3 separate regions of the Mus musculus genome follow, and all the other regions are linked to region 3. A link is a contact called in public Hi-C and HiChIP or PLAC-seq data. All regions are on one chromosome and are shown on one strand. The core of a region is the stretch at or near the end of the contact, and the rest is flanking DNA. Distances in the headings are between cores, read along the strand shown.

Region 1 (3,770 bases), core at 430-2,929, 680 kb after region 3:
GTAACAGTAGGGGTTACAGTGTAGTTTAGAGGCGGGCATAGGCTGAGGGGACCTTATTTCTGATGTAGAGTCCCTGCCTGGTATCCAACAGTTCTGCGGCCTTCTTGTCAACCACTGTGATCTCGGTGACAAAGTTGTTGCATCGCCCCCTTGAGGGTACTCAGATAGTAAGGTAGAGAGTGGTTCATGGAGTCAGTCTACCCTTCTCAGTTTGCTGGCTTAGAAGATGAGGGATGTTGAATAACCTACACTGCAGCCTCCGGAACAGCAGTCACTATGTGGCTCTTAATGGATGGCTGGGGACATTTATCTTGGACTTTTCTGTTTCCAAAACTGTGCTGAAAGGCTTGTGTAGATATAATATTCAAAGCATCTGGCGGTCACATTTGCTTTAGCCTACAAGGAATGGGTGATGAAGCAGTAACTGAAAGGGTCCTTAGGGTGTGCCAATGCCAGGTGGTCCTTTGTTTGAGTGTGACCATTGAGGCCTATGAGATCAGTGTGCTAGCGTAGCAGGATGGCTAAGTAACCTGGAGTTGAGGATAGGTAAGAGAAAAGGCCCTGTGTTGTGTGCACATTACCTCTTCTGTGATAGTCTGCCCAGCCCTTACCTGAGCATCTGGCTTGGGTGACATCACCTAGTGTTGCTGCAGACGTAAGTCCCTTCCTGTCATGCCTCGCTGTTAGGATCCTTGGGCTGTGTGCTTGATAGTCCTTTGAGCATCTTGGAAGTGCTTTAGCTCCGATGGGTGAGCACCTCTGGCTCATGGTCCAAAACGTTCCTTTTCCTTCCTGAAAGTGTGTCCAAACTGTTGCTTCGTCTTCCTTTGTGGAGACTGTGGCTGCCTCATCACTACACTTCCTTGACTGACTTCAAGAGTGTGATATCAGGGCAGGGTGGGGGTGGGGCAGCCCCAACAGAGATCTTTGTGCTTTCTGAATTGATTTTAGTGCTTCCCGCCTATCAAGTGCCCAGTCTTTACTGTCTTGCTATATATATTGCACAGCCGGTCCTGCTGTGTCTTATCTTTATCTGTGTCCCAGTCAAACTGCCCTCTCTTTCCGTGTCCGGTGGGAGCCTGATTGCTTAGAGATGAGTATAAGGTTGAAAGGAGGAGAAAACTCCATGTCATAGAGACAATAGTGGGCTGAAAGAGGAACATTAATTTGATGTGCCCAAGGGAGAGGGAGCCGCATGTGCTATTGCCTTTCTGGGTGCGCTCTGGTGCACCCAGATGTGGATACAAACAGAGCATCTTGCCTGCCTCTGGCTTATTGAAGCTGCTCACTGGGGTGGCTTCACTCACCTTTATGAGAGGCCTTAGGCTTCATTAGAAAAAGCCTTTATGGCAATTTCCATAATACTGTGTATGTGTGAGGATTGGATTCCCCTCCTGGGATGATACTAAATACCTTTGTAAAACCAAGCTCACCTGTTATCGACACACAGGGGCCAGGATTGCTCACCTCATGGAAAGGCTCAGCAGCCTCACTTGCCCTTCTCAAGCCTCTCAGCCTGCTCTGCAGAATGCAAGGAATGGCCAGATGCTGCCTAGGCTTGTATTTGGCCTCTGCCAAGGTCAGGTTGTCGGGGAGGAAGAAGGGGAGGGGCACCCTTGCTTAGTAAGTAAGGAGGGGAGGAAGAGGCCCAGACAGAGCAGCCACGAAAGATCTTTTATGTGCAAGCCTGGCTCATCTGCAACTCTGCTTGGAGCCCACCCCCACCCCTCATTTCCTCCTACACCAGGAAGGGGTGCTGGGCAATTGGGAGGGGGCATTGCTTCCGATCTGGTGTGAAGCTCACATTCCTCTGCAGTATCCTGGGGTTGCCTGCCTGCAGACACCTGGTTGGAATAACAATGAGTGGGAAGCTCGGTTGCAGCCTCTGCTCAGCTCTGAGGATGCTCTGCTAGGAGAGGCTAGTTCTGCTGAGCTAGCACTTCCTCCCTGCCTTTCCTTCCAGGCCAGGCCCTCTTTGACTCCAGCGTGGCTGCTGGTGAAAAGTATATACTGAAAACAGTACTTGAGGTGGTTGAATCTCATTTCTTATGCACATATGTTATTGGAATGGGAGATGATTAATAGGGGCACAGGGTGAGACCAGGGGAAATGGCCTGAAAAGCCCTGCCTTGAGCTAACATCACTGTAAACGTCACTTTTTATTCAACATCTGTCTGTCTGTCTGTCTATCTATCTATCTATCTATCTATCTATCTATCTATCTACCTACCTACCTATCATTCTGTGAGTGTCCCAGATGTTTAGGTTAACTGCTTTTACCACCTCCATAACATAGTTAGACTTGGCTAGGTTTGGGTAGACCATTCTAAACCGTCACAAAGCGTCATTAAAGGCTCCTTACGTTGATGTTTTTGATCCCTTCTGTCTTTGGTTATCTTTATTTTTTTTTTCCTGACTTTTACATTTTCTGATTATAACATACATAATTATTCTGTCTAGCATAGGATAGGAGAGCATTTCTTCGAACTAGGCTGCCATCCCAGCCTTTTGCAAATATCAGCTCATTTAATTCCGAGCACCCCAGTATGATGGTGTTAGGTTAGACATTATTCAGGGGTTGGATAAGTTCAGCATAGAGGGTGGAAAGTTCAGCATAGAGGGCTGGAAAGTTCAGCATAGAGGGTGGGGCTTGCCAGCCATGCTCCGTAACAGGTAGGGACTGAGGGATGCTGGGAGAACCGGAGGTCAGATCCACTTTGGAATGTTAAATAGGCACTTCAGCTGCTTGCTCAGGGTCTGAATCTCAACACTTAGAAATAAGCACTGTGTGAAGACACACAGGTGCCACAGGAGAATTTTATTTTTAATGGTTCCAGATCTTCTTCCTTCCTCTGAACACAGGCATCTTTTTAATTCTATGCCCTTTATTTATTTATTCTTTTTGGTTTGTTTCTTCCTTTTCACTTAAAAGTGTATTCTCGGGGGTGGGTGGGTATGGGGGACTTTTGGTATAGCATTGGAAATGTAAATGAGCTAAATACCTAATAAAAAATGGAAAAAAAAGGTGTATTCTCTCATATGTTAAGTCCTGACCACCGTTTCCCATCCCCCTACTACTACCCGCCCCTGCCCCCCCTCCACATCTCCTCTTCCATTTCCCTTTAGAAAAGAGCAGGCCTCCCAGGGATATCAAACAAATCCAGAATAACAAGACTAGGCACAAATCCTCAGGCTGGACTAGGTAACCCAGTAGGAGGAAAAGGGTCCTTTTTGCTTTTGAGCAGATCGGTATACTCTGTCATGGGGCTAATGCACACCTTGATTTGGAGGCACTGCACCTGCTAGGTGAGGTTAGTAATATACAGCTTAAGACTCCGCTGATGGCAGATCTGGTATGTAAGCAGAGGGCGTGGTCTAGGGCTAGAATTAGGCTCCCATGAATTGCAAGTTGTGTATTGAGTATTACAGGTTTGTGTTTTGCATATTACACACTGCGATGAAGTGTTTAAGCAGTCATTAGTAAGTCACGAAGCTGCCATTCTTACTCTTTGTTATTAAATAGTAATGATACTAGTGTCATCAGGTTTTAATTAATTCTCATTACCTAATTTTAAGCGTTGCTGTATATCAGATACTCTAGTAAGCTCTTCTACTCTTCTTTCACCCCAAGAACTTAAGGACCTGGTTGTTACCATTGCCCATAGCCCCACAGCTTCCACTTGGAGGATGTTTGTCACCCGCAAATCTTATTTATTTATTTATTTATTTATTTGTTTATTTTAAGGGTATATTTATTTTTATTTTGTGTG
Region 2 (3,854 bases), core at 730-3,229, 860 kb after region 3:
GCATGGCCTGTCTTTACAGTACTCTTCCTAGCCAGCAACATCAGGAACTTAAAGTTAGTGAAGCTGATACTAGAATTCAGAGATTGGAGATGGTAAGCTGTGAGCTGTTATTTTGAGTCCTAGAGGAGTCTAGGGATCAGAACAGGGAGACAACCTACCTAAAATCCCAGTTGGAGCACTATGGGAAGAAAACTGACTTCTTGTGACCCAAATCCTTGTCTGTCTTCCAGATTGTTCCTATCCATAGCTTTGATCCTTGTTTGCCCTCTCCTATCTGCAGTCAAGTACTTGGAACATTCCTTTGTCAGGCCTGACTTCTGTCAAATGTCCCCCAATTGCTTCTTCCGTGCTTCTGCTCAGTGTCTTATGGCCTCAGATACTGAAGGTCTTCTCCATTTCCTCTCTTGCAGTTTCCTGATCCTGCATTTTTCAGTCCCTATTAGAGTTTGGAATAAGCCCTTCTTGGACTGTCCTCTTACATGTCCAATCTATGAGCAGGACATATCCAAAATGACAGTTTCACATTTTCCCCCCTGTTCCTACCATGGTCCAGCCACATTCCCCTTGCCTAGATTATTAACACAGCCATTGGATTCTTGTTCCTGTTTCTGCTTTACCTTTCAATAGTTATTCTTAAGGCAAAGCTAGGCAACCTTCGAAAATGGAAGTCCTACTACAAGACCCCAACAGCTTCTCAAGCCCTAAGTTTCTCACATTTTACAAAGATGGGGCTTAAATAATCATAACACCCTGGACTCTGGCTTACCATCTCCTAATGTCATCCTGCTCTCTCTCCCCTCTAACTGCAGTTCAGGGTAGAATTCTGTCCCAGGTTCTTTGTAAATGATGACTCCTCTTTCTTTTCATTGCTCAGTTCCTCCTCTGGGCCAGATAACAATATCCCCATGATAACATTCAGACTTCCCAGCATCTGATGATGCCCGTGAGTCCTCTGGATAGCTTTACTGTCCTCTAGTGAGCTTGGTGCTTTTTCAAGTGCCTCACATGTTTCAGCTACTCTGCCCATTTCTTTGCCCATGGTATAATAATCTCTAGGAAACAGAGATTTGGCTTGTCTGTCAGGAAGAAGTGCACATAAGAGATGCTCTACATAGCTATTTGGGAATGAATATCGGGTAGCCTTAGATCAGAAGAAGCCTGCCCAGAAGAGAAACATTAATATCTGACATAACCCTTTGCTCCTGGACCCCAAGATACCCTACTTCCTTTTTTTTTTTTTTTTTTTTTTGACAGAAGGATGCTCCCTATTCTCTTCTGATGTTTGCCAGGATGTCACAGGGATACTTTCTCCTCAGTCTCCATTTTACTGCTAAGAACAATTTTCTCCCATCTGAAAGCCATAGAGTGTCAGGTCAGTCACAAGTGGGGTGCTGTTTTAAAGTGTGGAAGAACCTGGTATAAGACTCCCTGTCAAGACAGCTACCTCTCTGGGACAAACACCAGTATGAGCTAGGACCAATGATCGCCTTTATCAGAGGAGGAAGAGCTGGTCAGTTCCTTTGTCATTCTCTCCTCCCTCTCCTGGTACAACATGATCAGTGTGCTGCCCACGGGACTCCCTTCCTGCCCAGCTTGGGACAGGCTGGCTTCTTCCTGCCTGGCTTGGGCTTTGCCACTGCCTATGCCACTCTGTTGCTCTGTGTGTAATGTGTGGAACTGATTTCCTGTCTGAGATAGCTTTTGTTACTAAACCTTGACAGAAACTTAAAAGAGAAAGAATTTATTTCAGTGTATGGTGTCGGAAGGGTTAGCCTATCATTAAAGGGCAGGTGGAGGAGAACAGCCTAAAACATGGAGATGAGATGTGGGGAAAGGTAAAAGTTTGGTCTTCTAGCAACATCCCCCTTAGATTGGAGTCTTCCCCTTTGCTTAATTTTCTGTGACCCTTAGACAATCCCAGAATGTGGTCAGCCTCTCAGGGACTGTAAATGCAGCCAAGATAATAATGATTAACTGTTACACTCCTGAAGGTAAGGTCAAATCCTAACCTTCAGAACCTGTGAATGTGACCTTTGTAGATGCTAAGTTCAGCTAGGGTTACACTGAAGAATACATATGGCAAGAAGGTTACAGGCAGTGGGAGGCAGGAACGTAACTGGTGCTTCCACAAGCCATGGACTGCAGGATCTAGCAGGTATGAGGAAGAGGTGTTCCCTGTGGAGTCAGGAAGAACAGGACTCTGCTCACTCATTGTTTTCATAATTCATCTCTGTTGTCTAAAGTCACCCAGATGTCAGCACTTTGTGATAGCAGTCACAAGACACTACATGCTCCCAATCAAGTGTCCCCTAGTCATCCTGCAGTCCCTGGAAGGGTTCATTCTTTAAGAGCCCTTACTAGTTCAGAGGCATAACCTTTGATCCCTGTATCTACGGCCCCTCCTGGGTTGTGGCTGGGGAGATGTCCAGGATGGTTCCCTGGCAGAGCCCAAGCCTAGCAGGGGTGGGACACCAGCACGTATCTGCTGAGTAAAGTCATCCAAGAAGAACCTTCTGGACTCTCTGTGTGTCACAAGATCAGCAGCAGTTAGAAGGCTGCCCTGGTGTTTCCCCTGGAAATCCTCTAGCGCTTTTATTCAAATTAAGGCACTCAATCTGTGAGCCCAGGCCAGAGCCATAGTACCCCAGTGGACTTTCCAAGCAAGTTGGTTCTTACTGGATATGGGTTCCTACTAAGAACAGGGACCCGAAATGGGGTTCATTAATCAGAGAGCAAGCCTTTAAATAGAAAAAAAAAAACAAACAAAAAAAAAAAAACCAAGATTAAAACCTCCAGAAATGGAAATTCTCTCATACTTACTCTTCCTCCTCAACTTCCCTTCTTTGCCTCCCATCTCGGACCTCCTAGCCTGCTTTCCGGGGTCACAGTGGGAAGTGACCCATCTCAGACTTCCCCACATTTGGTTGGTTTTCTTCCATGAGCTTTAGGCAGAGATGTATACATCCTCCTGCAGACAGGACCTTGCCCAAGTGCTATCTACCTATCTGACTCGGCTGCCGATGCGTTCAAATGCCTTGGGCGAACACCTACTGTGTGCCAGCTTGTCTATGAAGTATGTTCCTGCTCTGGAACTTCTATTGTAAAGTCCAGAAACTTTGGTGATCTCACTAATGCTCCTTTGCTGGTGAAGAAATAGTATCTTAGGGAAATTAGTTTACTTATGGCCACATAGCCAGTTAGTGATGGAGACATTTTTAAACGAAGTTCTGTCAAATTCTAAAGACAGTAGGTTTTGGGGGTTTTTTGTTTGTTTCTTTTGTTTTTTGTTTTTAAACTTGTAACTCAGATGTTTGAAAAGGGCATCATTGTTAGGTCTTAGACCAAGCAAGAAATGATGGCTGTCCCTTTGCTGGCCAGGAAGGTTTGGGCAAGTTGATTTATAAACATGGCAATTTTGACATCTGTTCAACAAGACTTCACCATTTCCCTCTTCTCGGGGTTGTCCGGTCCCCAAGCTGTGCTTGAGGAGTATTGGGCTAGCCACTTCCTTCCCACTGCTTTGGTTTTCTTACTTTCAACTGAGAATTTAATTCCATAGCCAGACTGACATCCGGTCTGGATAATCTATGATCTTAGCATCCTGGGGTCATTGTTGCTGCCACATTTAAATCTCTTAAAGCCAAGCCTTCACATTCTGTATGAAGCCAGACTTGCAAAGTATTTATCTATGCGGATCCCTTCTGTCACAAGTCCCTTGCTGCTCAACCCTTTGCCTCTTACAGACTCTCTGGGTGTCATTTCCACTGCTTGAGGGCTGGTGGATGAGAGAAGGGATTTGGGCAAGTTCCTCCGAGTTCTTACATCCACTGCCTAAAATGATCTCAGAGAATGGA
Region 3 (4,229 bases), core at 343-2,842:
TTTCGAGGAACTGCCACACTGATTTCCAGAGTGGTTGTACCAGCTTGCAATCCCACCAGCAATGGAGGAATATTTCTCTTCCTCCACATCCTTGCTAGCATCTGCTGTCACCTGAGTTTTTGAACCCACACACTTGTTGTCACTTGATCTTTGACAAAGGAGCTAAAACCATCCAGTGGGGAAAAAAAGACAGCATTTTCAATAAATGGTGCTTGCTCAACTTATGGTTAGCATATAGAAGAATGGGAATTGATCCATTCTTATCTCCTTGTACAAAGTTCAACTCTAAGTGGATTAAGGTACTCCACATAAAACCTGAAACACTGAAACTTATAGAGGAGAAAGTGGGGAAGAGCCTGGAACATATGGGCACAGGGGAAAACTTCCTTAACAGAAAATCAATGCCTTGTACTGTAAGATCAAGAATTAACAAATGGGACCTTATAAAATTGCAAAGTTTCTGTAAGGCAAAGAACACTGTCAATAAGACAAAAAGGCCACCAACAGATTGCAAAAAGATTTTTATCAATCCTAAATCTGATAGAGGACTAATATCCAATATATACAAAGAATTCAAGAAGTTAGACTTCAGAAATCCAGAAAACACTATTAAAAATGGGGTACAGAGATAAACAAAGAATTCTCAACTGAGGAATACTGAATGGCTGAGAGGCACCTGAAAAAATGTTCAACATCCTTAGTCATCAGGGAGATGCAAATAAAAACAAGTCTGAGATTCCACCTCTCACCAGTCAGAATGACAGACCTTTTTCAGAAGTTCTGTAATTAAAGGGACTCTTTTTTCTTCTCTCACCAAATGCAAAGCGAAAGCTCCCTCGGACCTTCCCTATCAGACCTTGTTACAGCTACAGGACACAGAACTCACAAAGTACACATCTTACTTTTACTTCATCTTCTAAGGTCTTTCTCTCAAACACGTCTACAGCCCAGCTTCTGTCACTTCATCAATTCTAAATTCAGCTTCTTCTATGCTGGCACCAGTTTCCATGGGTGCTGAAGCTCAAAGGTCTCTGTTTCTGCCATTTGTGCCTTTCTACCAGTTGTCTCCAATGTGAGAAGCCATAACCACATTACGGCTTTATCATGTGGATTTAAAAATGTGTGACAATATTATTTTGTTCATATCTTGTGTAGGTGGGTTGAAGTGGTAACCTCTAAGTTGCATACATATAACCAGAAACTACAAGTTCACCAATGTTGTCTTCAAAATTCTAATAAAAGACCTTGTGGCAAGCACAACTTTCACAGGTATGAAAACTGGGATTCCAAGAAATGTAGCGATAGGCACTTAATTACTAAATACAGATCCACAGTTCAATCAGTCTAACTTAAGGCAGTGCTCTTGAACATTAGAAAAACTGACCTTCTTTTCACACTTTAGAAGTCTAAAGGGCCCATAAATAGGGTTGAAGTAAAGACTATTAATTGATTTTTCTAGAAGGAAGGCTATGGGAAGGAATGCTTAGATAGAAGATTGTGAACTTCATGAAGAAGTTTAAAACCACTACCGAGACATCAAAGAGATGTATCATCTCTTCCTGGAAATAGTTCATCATCTTCTGAGGGCCCCACCCTAAAGACCACAGGTAACTTCCTCCTGTACAGGCTTCTTTACAAGCAATTTGCCACTTCTTGTTCTCCTGTAGGCCATAATGGAGTTCTTTTGGGGCCTAATAACTGTAACCAAGTAGGTTATTTCTTTGATCTTGAGAATGCATTGCTTCCAAAATGCTCTTGCAACATCAAATTTGTTCCATTTTCATGCCACTGTGGTCTGAGCCACCACTTTCTCACTCTTGATATCTGCAGACATGTCTAAGGTGGTTTTCCTCCATTAATTCTTGTCATTTCCCAATCCATGCTCCATCCAAAACAGAGCTTTACAAGCTGTGAATCTGCTCCACTCTTTTCATTACATAACACCCTGGTTCTATTAGTTTTATTGAAAATCCAAATAGTTAAGAAGAAGAATTTTCAATGTCCCTATGATAAGAGAGAGCATGGTGAATCACAAAGCATAAAATTATGAATGGGGGAGACCAGCAGAGGTTTGAGGGATGATAGGACCTATGTGTGTTTGTGTGTGTTCATGTATGTACATCAAATGAATGACAGTATTTGACTATATAGTGACCTATGGCAGTAAATGAGAGTTCTACTCATTCTTTTCGTGTTCTACAAAAGACCTACTCATGCTTCATACTGAAACTCATGAAGTGACCTAATAACTGTAACCAATTTTTCTTGACCTTCTAAGCATTTTTGACTTTTTGATCTTTTGAATAACTTAATAATTGAGGTGAAATCTTCTGGGAAGTGTTTTCTGAGAGCACAGAGGCTATGTTACAGAGATAGCCAAAGTTGTACCTTGTGCTGTGGCTGGACTTGGTAATGTGTAAGAGTCACCCAGGTGGTACTGGTTTTGAAGGCATGAAGGGGTCATGAAGAACAGCTGAGGCTTGGTACTATGAGAGGCCAAGGAAGGCTATTGGTGAAGGTGCAGCCTCAGTTGCAATTGATGGCCCAGGACTGAAGGAGTCATGCAAAGGAGTTGAGGCTTGGCACCATGAAGAGAGCCTATGAGAGGCTATTAGTAAAGCCTAGTTGCAGCAGAAGACAACAGTGTTTTGGAGATGCTAGTGCCATGAGATGACCACCAAAAACAGCAGCAACAGTGGAATACAGGCATTGGAAGCCTAGGAGACAAGGTGTGTGCTACAAAGGGCAGAGCTGAAGAAGTGATCCAAGCCCTTGGAGGAATCCAGAAGATCGTGAGTGGATCCCAGACATTGCACAGTTGGAGTTTGATTTTGCTTTTGATTGTGACTGTGCCCTGATGCTTTTCCCTCTCGAAGGAAGAAAGTATTTTAGTGTAGCCCACCGTTAAGATACTTTGAATTTTTAAAAGACTCTGAATTTTAAAAGATATTAGGAATTTAAAGGGATGGAACTTTTAGTATGTACAGACTGTGGGACTTTTAAAGTTATTTAGATATTACTGCCAGCAGCCTAGCCAAATATATCTTCTTACTTGGAAAAGCATCATAGAGAACTACTCAACATTGCTTCTCCCTCATAACTTTTGTTTCCTGAATTCTGGTCCCTATAAGCTAGGCAGTGTGAACCTATCTGAACTCACCTTTTCTTTTCATTCCAGTAATTTGCCTTCCTTTTGGCTTCTTAAACAGTCAAAGACACTCTGACCTTAAGGTCTTCATCATTGTGATTCGTTCTTAGAATGCTCTTTTTCCAGATGCCCACATATTTCTTTATTGTATCATTTAGGCCTTGGCTCAAATGCCAGACATCCCTGATCATGTTATCAAATGGTTTAGCACCACACTATTCTTTTTCCAATTATTTTTCTTTAATTTTCCCCCATACATCCTTGCATTTGACAGAAAATTTACTTAAGAAATATTTGATACTTGTGAGTAAAAGATTATCAACTCTTAGAAATCTATAGATTTATAAACAAGTGTTCTTCAACATTGTGTTCCTTCTGAAAACTGGAATCTAATTTATAAAAGATAGTGTAAGGTATTCAAACATTTTAAATTACAGAATTACTAGAAGAATGAATGAATTCAGGATTGGGTCACACACTGGCCACCGGGGAGAGGTTTTAAATGGTACAGTGAAAAAACTCTGCAAATATGAGACAAGGTTATTTGCTACCTAGGGCAGTCATCTTGGAAAAAAAGAGGTTAACACTCCAGTTTTGAGTAGTCTAAGAGTTGATTCAGTGAAGGAGGATCTGAAAGTTTCAAGAGACCTTTCCTGAGTTTAAAAGATAGACCTTTAGGACATGTCAGGTATACCTCATTCCCGAATGTTTGAGCTTCTGATTTTTATCATGCTTCTCTTGATAATCAGCTTTAGACAGTGTTTAGTGCACTCAAGTAGCTCCATGCAGCTCCTGAAGGGCAGTCTTCTCTGGAAACAGCCATGTCCATTGTATACATGGACGTTTCCAAGTTGGGTTTGGTTTTATCAGAAGATTTGACTGAAGTAGTCAAGGGAAGTAGTCAAGGTTTCTGTTGGTGCCTGGAGGAACTGTATTAGTCTATTACAGAGTGTTTATGTACCTCAGGATGTTTTATTATGACTTTGGTTCAACTTCGATGTCCCATTTTGCTGATCCACCTGAAATACAAATGGTAAACAACTGCTTCAACTCTGGATGCTGCCTCACCTCCAACTCTGCA

Evidence for each region. A called contact is a pair of places that touch in the nucleus more often than the background predicts. HiChIP or PLAC-seq counts read pairs in DNA pulled down with a chosen protein or histone mark.
Region 1: a Hi-C map of CD4 T cells shows a contact between it and region 3, with 2.2 times the contacts expected there. The contact joins two enhancer-like sites. A contact is called at or near these places in 1 of 15 datasets of contacts at CTCF or cohesin (CD8 T cells), 2 of 484 Hi-C or Micro-C datasets (both in CD4 T cells) and 1 of 115 datasets of contacts at active chromatin or transcription factors (regulatory T cells).
Region 2: a contact with region 3 is called in a BATF HiChIP or PLAC-seq map of CD8 T cells, with 11 read pairs. The contact joins two enhancer-like sites. A contact is called at or near these places in 1 of 484 Hi-C or Micro-C datasets (B cells) and 3 of 115 datasets of contacts at active chromatin or transcription factors (CD8 T cells, memory CD8 T cells and regulatory T cells).

Annotation. Positions count from the first base shown.
Region 1 is chr15:62,091,197-62,094,966 of GRCm38.p6, forward strand. All of the region lies in intron 1 of Pvt1 (Pvt1 oncogene), which reads left to right. Among named protein-coding and RNA genes, the nearest start is that of Pvt1, 55 kb to the left of the region's middle. Within about 2 kb of position 1,680, at least 115 of the 459 cell types and tissues checked have an H3K27ac peak or open chromatin away from gene starts, as enhancers often do. A contact at or near this core is called in CD8 T cells and regulatory T cells, where this site is marked.
Region 2 is chr15:62,263,167-62,267,020 of GRCm38.p6, forward strand. No RefSeq gene overlaps it. Among named protein-coding and RNA genes, the nearest start is that of Pvt1, 230 kb to the left of the region's middle. Within about 2 kb of position 1,980, at least 27 of the 459 cell types and tissues checked have an H3K27ac peak or open chromatin away from gene starts, as enhancers often do. A contact at or near this core is called in CD8 T cells and regulatory T cells, where this site is marked.
Region 3 is chr15:61,407,234-61,411,462 of GRCm38.p6, forward strand. No RefSeq gene overlaps it. Among named protein-coding and RNA genes, the nearest start is that of Gm24696, 51 kb to the left of the region's middle. Within about 2 kb of position 1,593, at least 15 of the 459 cell types and tissues checked have an H3K27ac peak or open chromatin away from gene starts, as enhancers often do. A contact at or near this core is called in CD8 T cells and regulatory T cells, where this site is marked.